Regions from separate parts of the Mus musculus genome. Here all the other regions are linked to region 1. A link is a contact called in public ChIA-PET and HiChIP or PLAC-seq data. All regions are on one chromosome and are shown on one strand. Each heading gives the region's core, a stretch centred on a gene start, on an enhancer-like site or on the middle of the called end of the contact. The rest is flanking DNA. Distances are from core to core; before and after follow the strand shown.

Region 1 (3,801 bases), core at 824-3,323:
AGAGACATTGAGTTTCATAGGCTGGCCACCAAAGTTGCCAAAGAGTTAGGAGTAAAGGAAAATGTAACTTGGTTGAAAGGTGTTCTTTCCAAGACGTGGCCATGAAACAGTTTCTCCCCTACATTTTTTTTTCAGGATGCCTATTAAAGTACTACAAAAATTCATGTACTTCTGAATTTTACTGGTAAAGAAACAAGTCTTGAGGAGAGAGTGGGGTTGTTATAGAGAGAGACTAAGCAGCTGGGACAAGAACATCATTCCTATTTTGTCCAAACTGGTCAACCACATACTAAGGTGTGTTTGGGAATTTCAGGTATCAGGGTGAGGGTGGAGATGGTTAGCAGAAGGGATTTGAATGTTTTATTCTCTACTAGGCCTTTTTCCCCCCCAGGGAGCAATTAGACAATATTTTCCCAGGGGGCAGATTTCCTAAACAGACTCTTTTAAAGGTCCAAGATTCCCTTTTAAAAATGGGAGTTGTTTATTCTTATCTCCTGATTTTGGGATAGTTGCCTTATAAAGCCTGGATGTAGTAGCATGTGCCAAGTGACGCTTTAGATGCTGGCCATGTGAGGAAGTCCCGAGCAAGAGCCGGTGATGACTACTGACTTTTGGGATTCTCTGTGAGCTCGCACAAGGCGTACTTATTACATGGGTATAATATATCTACAAAGCACCTCTCAAGCTCACCATACTAAGGGTGAGTGAGACACGGGGCTTGTGGGACAAGCCAGGACTGGGACTCAGATGAAACAATGCCGGGCAGAATGTCCTCAGTCCCTGCAGACTGGCTGGTGCTCCGCGGAATCAGGTTTCAGAAAATGGATCATACTGGCATGAGACTTGATAAAGACTGAGGGAGGCTGAGAGACTTGGATAAGATGTACCAGGCAGAGAGGCCATCTAGGAGAGACATTTCGAGATGATATGATAAAAGACCTGGCAAGACACAAGGGAGGATGCGGAGCAGTGAGCTGTCCAAGTGGGTTCAGGAGGACGGGTATCCAGGGGTTAGGGTGTGCAGACATAGCCTTGAAGCCTATAAGTCGCACTGTGGGCTCTAGGGTGTCTGCTGAGAAGCAGGCACTCCAGGGAGGCAGTGGGGAGCTTGTGAAGGTGTGTGTGTGTGTGTGTGTGTGTGTGTGTGTGTGTGTGTGAAGAACATTAGATAACACCAGGCAGTAAGAGCCGGGGTAGAAAGGCCCACGTTAGGGGATGGTGGTTGCTATCGAGCAGTTCAGTTCTGAAAAGACCAAGGGAAACATTCTGGTATTGCCATTCAGACTAAAGGTAAACATGGCCAGAGAAAGCAGGTCAGTCACTTTCCAGGTGCACAGGAAGAACATACGGTGCTGCACATTATCTCAGGCGATAACATCCGAGACAAAATGAAGGCTAGAGATGGCAGCCAGAAGGAAACGTCACAGAAGACAGCTAGAGAGGGCTGATTCAATACACAAACCATAGCCATGGTTGAGAAACCCAGCTTTGGAAAGAATGCAAGCACCATAGTGGCCTGGCTGGTTAGCAAAGGGACTTCAGTTTTTGTATCTCTTTATCTGGGAAAAGGGAGCGATTTTTATCTCAAAGGGGTTAGGCTTTTCCTGCGAGAAACTTCCTGAGCACGTGGACACACGGCAGGAGCCACGCGAGAGCAAGGACCAGCGGGCAGAAGTTAAGTAGTGGTTGCAGATTCTCCCAGACGCCCAGAAATAGTGGGGACCTCAGGAAATCCACAACCGCCCTAGAATTGGGCTGAGACGCCCTGTAGAGAGGACTGGCCGGTCTGGTCCACGAGCCGCGCCCCAGCCCCCAGCCCCCAGCCCGGCACAGCCCTCCGCCCGCTTTCACAACCCGGCCCTCTGCACTTAACCCCCACTCTGGCTGGTGGCCGAGCGGGTCCCAAGCCCAGCGCGCATGCGCCGACGGCGCCCCGCCCCCCTGAGCCCCGCCCCTATTTCCACGTCTCACTTCCCCTAGCTCTGCCTCGCCGCCTCGGCTGCAGCTCGGCCGCCACGATTGGCTGCGGGACGTCCTCCTCTCGGCCAATAGACGCCACGCCGTCGCCCCCGTGTTACTGGGTAGAACAAAACAAAAACAAACAGAGCGAGCGGGGCCAGAGGCGCTCCGAGGCAGCGGCGGCGGAGGCTGAGGAACGGGGTCGGGGCCCGGCGGACCGGAGACCCGGGCGAGCGGCGGCGGCCCGAGGGGGTCAGTACTGTGGGCGCGGCTCGCACGCTCGGGCGGGCGGCGTCCTCGTCCCTTAGGCCCGGGTCGGCGGAGGCTGCCGCACGTTGGGAGGGGGAGGGGGCGTGGAGGCCTCGCCGCGGGGGTCGGGACGCTCGGTCCCTGTCCACGCTGGCCCTGGAGCCCTCCGGCCACCGGCGCTCGCCCAACGCCCGGGGCTGCGGGGAGCTGCCGGTGCTCGCTCTCCGAGGCCGGGTCGGTCGGGCCGGGGAGCTGCAGCACGGGCCCGCCCCCTCCTCCGCAGCCCCATCCCCGGCGGCCGGGCGTGCGTGGCTGCGTGCGCTCGCGGTGAGAGGAGCCTCCGGGCGCCCGGTCCGACGCAGTTGGACGCGGGGGACGGGACGGTAGGAGAGGGGTGTCGTCCGGACGGAGATCCGGTGAGGGGTCGGTGCCCCGAACCGAGGCCTGGTCCGCCTCGGCCGGCCCTGCCCGCTGCCGGAGGGTTGGGGTCCTGCGGGACAGGCGTCGGTCGGTGCGGGCACGGGGCGGGGACAGCTGCCCTCCCGGCCCTGTGCCAACTCCTCCTTGCAGTCTCCTGTACAGGGTCCCTTAAAAAAAGTACAATACAACCTAGAGAAAACAAAGCCGAGAAGGGAGCCCCCTCTCTGTGAACGCATGCTGTGTCTGCTGCCCGTGGCTGTCCGCTACTGTAATGTACGTAGAGGGCGTGCTTTTTGGTTTTTGGTTTTGGTTTTTTGTTTTTGCTTTCCCTGAACAGCCTCAGAACTGCAGATGTAGGTCTCGCCTATCTTCCCCGAGCCCCTCCTTGGGAACTGGCTCTGTAAACCAGCCTCTGTAGTCGACTACCTGCTATGAATGATTCAAAATGCGGCTCCGGGCCTGGGTGAGGGGTGGGTGTGAGGCCTACGAGCTGCGTTTAAGACATTTTGATAGCTTCACAGCTGTAATACTCTTGATTTAAGAGTTTGAAATTTTAGGGGAAGGCCCTAGCATATATATTCGTGCTCGTATTTATATCCATAATATGCGTGCGATATCTATCTATATATCTATATCTATCTCGTGGTAAGAGTAGAGGAAAATAAAATACTTGTTACGGCTGCAAAAATAAATGTACATGGTTGCTCTCAGTAGTGGTTGCTTTTGCGTTATTGTTGTAGAGTGCTCTTAGCAGAATGCAAGTTGCTAATTAATGTGACTGCATCCCAGGGAAGAATTAAGGTCATTTTCTAGTTAACATGTGGTCTAAACTTGACTTCCAAAATGTCAAAGTAATTTATCGGGCATTTAGGAAATGCACTGGATAACAGTTAATTTCAGCTTAATCGTTTTTAGCTGTATACATAGCTTCCCCTTACCCCATGGGAAATGATTTTGTATAGATTAGTGTGGAGCAAATGGAATTTAGATTTTTTTGTTGTTGTTGTTGCTGTTGTTTTGCCTAAGGTTGAGGTAAGTATTTTAAGGATCGTTAAATTAAAAGAAAAAAAAAAGCCCACTGAAGAGAGTGTCACATACTGTCCTTTAGAACAGCTGTGAAGCTATGGGTGTGTCTGCGTCTTGACTGCTTGATCCAGTTGTTATGGTCTGGAG
Region 2 (3,801 bases), core at 617-3,116, 480 kb before region 1:
GCTTCCGTACACGTATTTTCTAGCTTCGGATTCATCTTTTCTCTGTGTTATATCACTGATGTAGGCAAGAGGAAACAGATTAAGGACTTCTTCCCAGTTTTCACCCCCAAATTTCCATTTCTGTGTGTATTTTGTCATTTTTCTTAGAGGAAGTGAACACTCAGACCCATAGTCAAGCTTTATGGCAGAAGACTCTGGTAAGGATGGAGACAACGTCTGTAAGAAAACTACTGCAGATGAAGGGTTGGCCAATGGTGGCTTGCTGGACAAACCTGGCCTGCTTTCTGTTTTTGTCAATAAAGTTTTATTAGAACACAGCCTCCCTCATCATTTCCATACTGTCTGAGGCTACTTCCACACTCCAACGGGAGAGCTGAGTAGTCGGGGTGTAAGAGCGTCAAGTTTGACACTCTCCACTAGATGGCGCCACTAGAGGGGGGTCCAAGGATTGAATGTCTTAAAGAAAATTGGGCCTGGCTTCATGTCAGGCAGTTCATAACTGCCTGTAACTCCAGCTCCAGGAAAACTCAACATCTCTAGTCTCCGCAGCCATACACACATGCATATGTGCACACACACACACACACACACACACACACATGCATATGTGCACACACACACACACACACACACACACACACACACACACACATGCATATGTGCACACACACACACACACACGCATTTTATTCTTTTTTGTTTGTTTTTTGTTTTTGTTTTTCAAGACAGGGAGGGCTTCTCTGTGTAGTCTTGGCTGTCCTGGAACTCACTTTGTAGACCAGGCTGGCCTCGAACTCAGAAATCCGCCTGCCTCTGCCTCCCGAGTGCTGGGATTAAAGGCGTGCGCCACCACACCCGGCCACACACACATTTTAAAGTTGGGGGTCTCACTCTGGCTGTTCTGGAACTCACTATGTAGACCAGGCTGGCCTCAAACTCACAGAAACCCACTTGTCTTTGTCTCTCCCAAGTGCTGGGATTAAAAGTGTGTACCACCACGCCCAGCCATATAAATAAAATAAAATCTATCTATCTTTCTTTCTTTCTTCCTTCCTTCCTTTCTTTTGTTTTTTCTTCTTTTGGAAAACTAAGGAAAAAGAATCACATTTCCTAGTTACAAAAGAACGGAACTCTTCAGAGTGACACTTAGTGCTCATAATAGCAAATTTGTACGGTGCTTACTGTGTGCTAGCCAACATTGTAAATGCTTTACGCATAAGATTATTTAATACTATGATCAGTCCCATTTTAGTCATGAGGAAACTAGGGATACCAAGAGATCAAGTACTGGAGTTCACAGAAGGAGAGCATAGCAGACAGAGGCAGAGTTTCACACTGGGTTGCATTAGCCGCCCTCCCCCGCCGCCACCCCGCCCCCCAGTGCCTCTAAGCCTTTCACCCTTAGGAATCCGAGGCAGTCATTAGTTACTCCCCCTCCTCCCCCCGCAAAGGTATGGAGCCATGCTGGATGGAACCCAGCGTGGAATGCTGTAACAAAGAACCAATTGTTGCTTTCTGCTTGCGCATTGCATTTTCGTCACGGCAAGCAACACACGCGTGTGTGACACCTGCCACTCACCTAGGATCACAACTATTTACAGGGTGCTGACTCTCTTTTGATGCACTGGCCTCTGGAGGAGGAGAGCTATGACAGAGCAAAACCTCTTCCGGAGCAGAGACAAAGTGCTCAAGCCACGGAGCAGTGATCTAAGACAGAGTCACCAGCTGAGTAAGGTGGGAAGGGATGTGGTGGGCCCCTATCAAGACGCTCAGAGACGAGTCAGCCAGGCAGTGAGGGACGGCTCAAGTCAACCCAGGTTGTAGGACTCTGTTAAAAGCCTCTCTCATGATTAACTAGAAAGAATGGGACAGAGGCAGGGCCCGCCCCACACCCATTAGCACCAATCAGCTGTCTTCAACTTCCTGAATAGCCTATCATAGCTCATTTCTTGTCCTCCTGAAAAGGCGATTGGTGCAAGAAAGTTAAAGACTTGGCGGCTGCAAGAAAAGGCAAAAGAATTTCATGCAGATCTTTTCACCTGAGGTGGCCGGGAGGAAGGAACTGGAGCATAGTGAGGGGGAATAAGGCAGTTTCTAGGAGCAGACACCTATCTACCGAACTGAGGTCACTTAGCCCCTGCGCGTGCTGTTCCCTGATGTCCAAGGTCAGACCCCACCTCCAGCTGCTGGGGACTCTGGAAAGCAGAGAAGCTGACTGCTAAGAGGAGGCTAGTCCATAGCTGTTGGTATCAGGGCTCCTCACCCACCCCTTACCCCCAGCAGGAGCCTCGGAGGAGAAAATGGCTTGTACCTCTTTGTGGCATAAATCTTTCACCTCACCTCTACCATCCCAACACTGAGAGAAATAGGAGGAAGGAGGAAGAATTTGGTGGTCAGGGTTCCCTCCTTGTGAGAGTTATACACAGCTGCAGTCATGAAGATGTGGGTGTCAGGTTACAAAAAAGAAGAAGAGGAAGAAGGAGAAGGAGAGGAGAAGGAGAAGGAGGAGAGGAGAAGGAGGAGGAGGAGGAGGAGGAGGAGGAGGAGGAGGAGAAGGAGGAGGAGGAGGAGGAGGAGGAGGAGAAGAAGAAGAAGAAGAAGAAGAAGAAGAAGAAGAAGAAGAAGAAGAAGAAGAAGAAGAAGAAGAAGAAGAAGAAGAAGAAGAAGAAGAAGAAGAAGAAGAAGAAGAAGAAGAAGAAGAAGAAGAAGATATTCCACCTAAACGGGGGGGGGGGGGGGGGGATCGTGTGAATAACAGGCTACTCTCTGCGCAGCGCCATTATTTGGAGGCGAGCCCAGAAGGCAGAAGGACCTGTTCGAGTTCCTTAATTATGCCTTGGTGCCTGCAGTCCTCAGGAGAAACCCATCCTTAGAACCGTGACTGATAGTCTCTCAACCACTAGTGGGCAGGCTAGCTGGGAGTGGGAGTGGGAACGGGGGCAAGATGCCGTCCCAGATCCAATGGGCTGTTAAAGAGCAGCAGAAGACCGAGAACAATCCGAGAGGCCAGTTTGGATGTGTGCCCTTGCTGGATGGAACCTCAGCTCTGAGGAGCAGGACCCCACTCGCCATTCCTCTGTGCTTTAGAGGTTGAAGCAAGCACCCAGCTACATTCAGGCCTGTCTAAGATTTCAGAAATGAGGGGCAGAGGTCATTTATTTCAGTAGTCAAAGTCCAAAATCATATGTCTCAGTTAGCTTTAACTGTCAACTTGACACAGCCAAGAGTCACCCAAGAAGGCAGTCTCAGTTGAGAGACTGCCCAGATCAGATTGGCGGGTAGTCATGTCTATGGGGGTGGCGGATGGTCTCGATTGTTAATTGATAAAAATGGACCCAGCCCACTGTGGGTGACATCAGTCCCTGTGTCGGATGGGTCTTGGGCTGAATAAGAAAGTTCCATTAAGAATGAGCTAGCAAGCAGCATTCCTCCATGGTTTCTGGTTCAAGCTCCTGGTTCAGTTCCTGCCCTGATTCTCCTCCGTGATGAACTGTGACCCGGAAGTGTAAGCCAAGAAGCCCCTTCCCTCCACTAAACTGCTTTTGGTCGGAGTGTTTTATCATAGCAACGGTAAGGAAACTAGAACACTACTCCATGCCATCATTGATTTACCTTAGTGAGTGGCTGCAGGGAGCCCCAGACACCAAGGATCCAGGTCCTGCTCACAGTGACCTTCTCATGTAATGGGCCACACAGAGCTGAAACAAATACATACAAAACTGAACATCACTTTGCTGTGACAGAAGAGGGCCAGGCGCTAGGGGTGAGGTGCCAAAAGCTGAGCGGATGGCTAAGAGGAAG
Region 3 (3,801 bases), core at 972-3,471, 450 kb before region 1:
TTTTACAGGGCACACAGGATTACATCAGTGTCGTCATGGGATCCTCTTCAGGCTTCTGGAAGCTCCAGAAGAGCTGCCAGGGGAGGAAGGAAAAGAGAAGTGACCCGCCCCCCCCATGTACGGTCACTCTTCCCCAAGGTGATGAGCGGAGAGCTGAGTCATCCCAACCTGGTGACTTTCAAAGTCTCAAAGGGCAAAGGTCATCTGGTCACACGCCACCTACCCCTACTGCTGGAGCTATTTTTATCCTGAGGTCCCTTCTTGGCCCCATTCCTCCATGATCTCCCAGTGTTGGTTGCTCACAGTAACCTCTTACCCAGGGTGGGGCCAGTCACACCTGAGTTGCAAGTAAGATAAGGTGAGGCCGGCTACCACCTCGAAGGGCGGGGCCGGGGGAGTGCAAGTCGTTTTCGGGAAGACTCGTTGGCGATCTGTGTGGACTGGCAAAAGAAGATCCTGTGCGTGATCCATATGTGGAACCCGCTTCTGGTTATGCTATGGGTTAAATTATGTGTCGCCATCCATAATTCATGGATTGAACTCCTAGACCTCCGTACCTCAGAATGCAACCTTGCTTGGAACGGGGTCTGTGCAGATGTGGTTGTTTCAACGGTAGAGACTAGCAGACACAAACAAATGCTAGTCGCCAGCAGAAGCGAGACAGGAGTTAAACAGTCTTGCTCACAGCCTCAGAGGGAACCAGTCCTAGAACCATCTTAGCCTCAGCCTCCCAGGGTCAGAGCCTTGAACTTCTAGTGCTCAAGCCCTTCCAGTCTCGTTTGGCCTATTTTTGGGGCAAACTGGCTAGTCTTACCTGTCCTTTTGAAAGCCCTGGTGAACCAAGGGAGACTCTCACAATCTGACAATTAATCGTTCCTCTAGTTGTGCTCTTGTTGTGATTGTGGTTTTATTCATCTTGCGGGCTGAACTGTGTCTCCTGTGTTCTCTGCTCCGAGAACGTCAGACCTACTCACTTAGACAACAAGCCTGAATTTCGCTGGCCAGACTTCAGGGAAACTGTTGATTAATAGCATGCACAGGTTGATTTATTGATGCACACCTCCCAGAAGCACCCCAACAGATATCCTCTGGGCAGCAGAACACCCACCCCCACTCCCACCCCCAGCGCAAGCTGGAGTGGTTATATCTCAGAATCATCCCAGGAGAGTAGAGTTTCTAGAACATTCCAGAAAAAAAAAAAAAGATCGGAAATTGGGTGAAGAAGGGTTTTCTGCCATTGGTGAGAGAGATTCTGAGCTCTGTGGATCCAGTGTGTAGTTTCCAGGAAGATTTGGGGCTGACAGGACACTGAGGGTCACCTCGGAAGCTCCCCGCCCCCCCCCCCCCCCCCGTCTCTTTCTCACCCAGATGGCATTTTCTGACTTGTTTACTACAAGTTGAACCCTGATAGAAGCTGAGCGGGCTGGGAAGGGTAATGAATCACCGCCATCCCCACGGGAAACACAGCACACCACACCAGCCCAGCCCAGCCACTCCTAATGCATGGACCCTGCCCTTTAGCATACACACATCAGCTGAGCAATCACACTGTGGCTGAACCTGACCCACAACCCATGAAAGGACATGTCCTGTGGGCACACAGAGCCTCACCCATTCCTACTTTGGTACCATGTTCCTCTCTCCCCGACAGTTCTCTCACTACAGCGTTCTCCGTGCAGAGTTCAGGGTGTCAGCTGTTCCTTACAGCAATCCTGCAGTTCATATCCACAGTTCTTCACTAGCCCAAGTCTGGGTCTCCCAGGCTGGCCGCAAACCGCAAATATGGCCGAGAATGACCCTGTACCTTCTGGTCTTCCTTCCTCAACTCGCTGAGTGCTAGGGCACAGGCATGGGGCACTGTGCCCAGATTATGCAGTTCTGGGGACCAAGTTTGGGATTCTGTGTACACTAGGCAAGCATTCTGCCAACCGAGCTGCATCTCCAACATTCCACCTCCCCTCTTATCCCACGCAGGCACAGACCCAGCTTTGAACCCGACTCTGGCACCAACTGGCTGTGCGGCCTTTGTGAAGGTAGTTTACCCTTTTGGAAGCTCAGATTCCTTAGCTATGAAAGAAGGTCAGCCATAAAGACTTACCCCATCCTGTTGTGAGGAGGTTCAAATGAGACGGCTTACGTCGCCGTGCTTGGCACAGTGGGTGGCTCTCTGAAGCACATACACCGTTTTCCTATGATGGCAAGTGATGAATAGCCTGGGCTTGCGTAGTGTGGCAGAATGCTTATGCAGAAACAAAGGATGTACATTCCAATCTATTGCGAAGCTAGGAGGTATGACATCCATCTTACCTGCTTTTTTTTTTTTTTTGAAGTTTTGCAGCCTGTGACTTTTTGCTGAGGAATGTGCACTGATACGAGGGGACTCATCTTCCAAATATGTTCCGAGCACCTGCTAAGGAGGTGACGTGTTCCTGGCAATTCTAGGAGCAGAACTGGGGGATGCGAGGGAGAGAGGCAGTGACTGGCAGTCGTCCAAACTCATCAAGTTTCCTTTCATGCTTTCCCCTAGGTGATGGTAGATTTGTCACCTACTTCTACAGATTATGTCTGGCATTGCCTCAGGGAATGTCCAAGGAGCTGAGGCCGGAGAGGCCAGTATCCAAGGAGTTGAACCAGCCTTAAGGTGGGATCCCAACTTTTTTCCTCCTAACTCTTGTGACCATAGGAAAGCCAATTATACTCATGGAAACCCGGTTTCCTTTGTTAACTAATAGAATACCTAGGTCAGACTTTCCAGGCTGCTTTCAATTCTGTGTAGCTCCCTCTTGATAACTATATGCTTCCATTCATTCATTCATTCATTCATTCATCCATCCATTCATTCATTTATTCATCTCTCAAACATCCTCCAAAACATCCAACATTATTTTGATTATTATCTTTTGAGAGCTATAGGAGTTTCGGGGATAAGGGAACACTGAGAAATTTTGCCTCTAGGACCCCAGAATCCAACAGTGGACCTTAGTTTACCTTATAACTTTCCCATGTACTGATGTGGGTCTGGCAATCAGGAGCCACTGACAAGTTCCTGGCAGACAAGTGGCTCCTCGGATCTAGGCTACAAGTAGCCTAACCTCTGGGCAGGTGCTCAGGGCAGGCATTCCGCTTCTCCTGGACAGTAGCCAACGGGGACCCAGCCCTTCTACTTGAACTCATGACCCTGTGCTTCCTGTCTCTCAGCAGGAGATGGGTTCTAAAAGAGGGCTGGGTGGGCTCCCCAGGGCTAACTCACAGTTCAGACAGGAAGTAGGTGGGAGAGTTCCCAGACACATCCCACTCTTTCCTTTGGAACAGCAGGGCTTTATACCAGTCTCCCCTGCAGATCTTTGCCTGACTGAGGAGAACAAGTGGCCACTCCTAGCTGCAAGGAAGCTTAGGGGGAAAAAGAGAGAAGAGTGTCACAACTGGCCTGGGTCAAAGGTCAGAGAGCCTTTTTTTTTTCTGGAAATGGTTAGAAGTAAGTATTTGCGGTCCATTCAGTGTGTGTCACTACTGTTCGCTTCTGCCTCTGAGGGTTGGCAACGGGCAATGTGTAAACCCATTCTGCTGGTCTCCAACAAAACATACCACAAAGTATTACTTTAACTTTCTTCAATAATGTAAAATAATGTTAGAAATCTACTTCCTGGGGCTAGAGAGAGGGCCGAGTGGTCAAGAACAAGCGCTGCTCTTCTGCTGGACTGCTGTTTATCCTCAACACCCATTCTTGGTGGCTTATAATCTTCTTTAACAGCAGTTCCAGGGGGGTTTGGTGTCCTTCACAGAGCACTGCACACACATGCA

The links. ChIA-PET counts read pairs in DNA pulled down with a chosen protein or histone mark. HiChIP or PLAC-seq counts read pairs in DNA pulled down with a chosen protein or histone mark.
Region 2: an RNA polymerase II ChIA-PET map of effector CD8 T cells shows a contact between it and region 1, with 36 read pairs. The contact joins the enhancer-like site here to the promoter of Pdcd4 in region 1. A contact is called at or near these places in 3 of 484 Hi-C or Micro-C datasets (CD4 T cells, CD8 T cells and embryonic stem cells) and 7 of 115 datasets of contacts at active chromatin or transcription factors (bone marrow-derived macrophages, double positive thymocytes, effector CD8 T cells and 4 more).
Region 3: a contact with region 1 is called in a FOXA1 HiChIP or PLAC-seq map of pancreatic cancer cells. The contact joins the enhancer-like site here to the promoter of Pdcd4 in region 1. A contact is called at or near these places in 1 of 484 Hi-C or Micro-C datasets (CD8 T cells) and 1 of 115 datasets of contacts at active chromatin or transcription factors (pancreatic cancer cells).

What each region holds. Positions count from the first base shown.
Region 1 is chr19:53,901,278-53,905,078 of GRCm38.p6, forward strand. Pdcd4 (programmed cell death 4) reads left to right here and starts at 2,074. Exons shown (of 12, transcript NM_001168491.1): 1 at 2,074-2,211. Gm30990 (basic salivary proline-rich protein 2-like) reads right to left here and starts at 3,327. Exons shown (of 8, transcript XM_030251154.1): 1 at 3,306-3,327; 2 at 1-2,795. The coding sequence starts at 3,327. The coding sequence ends at 1,594.
Region 2 is chr19:53,419,610-53,423,410 of GRCm38.p6, forward strand. No RefSeq gene overlaps it. Among named protein-coding and RNA genes, the nearest start is that of Smndc1, 31 kb to the left of the region's middle. Within about 2 kb of position 1,867, at least 341 of the 459 cell types and tissues checked have an H3K27ac peak or open chromatin away from gene starts, as enhancers often do. A contact at or near this core is called in CD8 T cells, bone marrow-derived macrophages, double positive thymocytes and 3 more, where this site is marked.
Region 3 is chr19:53,449,315-53,453,115 of GRCm38.p6, forward strand. Mirt1 (myocardial infarction associated transcript 1) reads right to left here. Exons shown (of 10, transcript NR_028427.1): 3 at 2,308-2,450; 4 at 2,099-2,189; 5 at 1-1,878. Among named protein-coding and RNA genes, the nearest start is that of 4833407H14Rik, 9.4 kb to the right of the region's middle. Within about 2 kb of position 2,222, at least 65 of the 459 cell types and tissues checked have an H3K27ac peak or open chromatin away from gene starts, as enhancers often do. A contact at or near this core is called in pancreatic cancer cells, where this site is marked.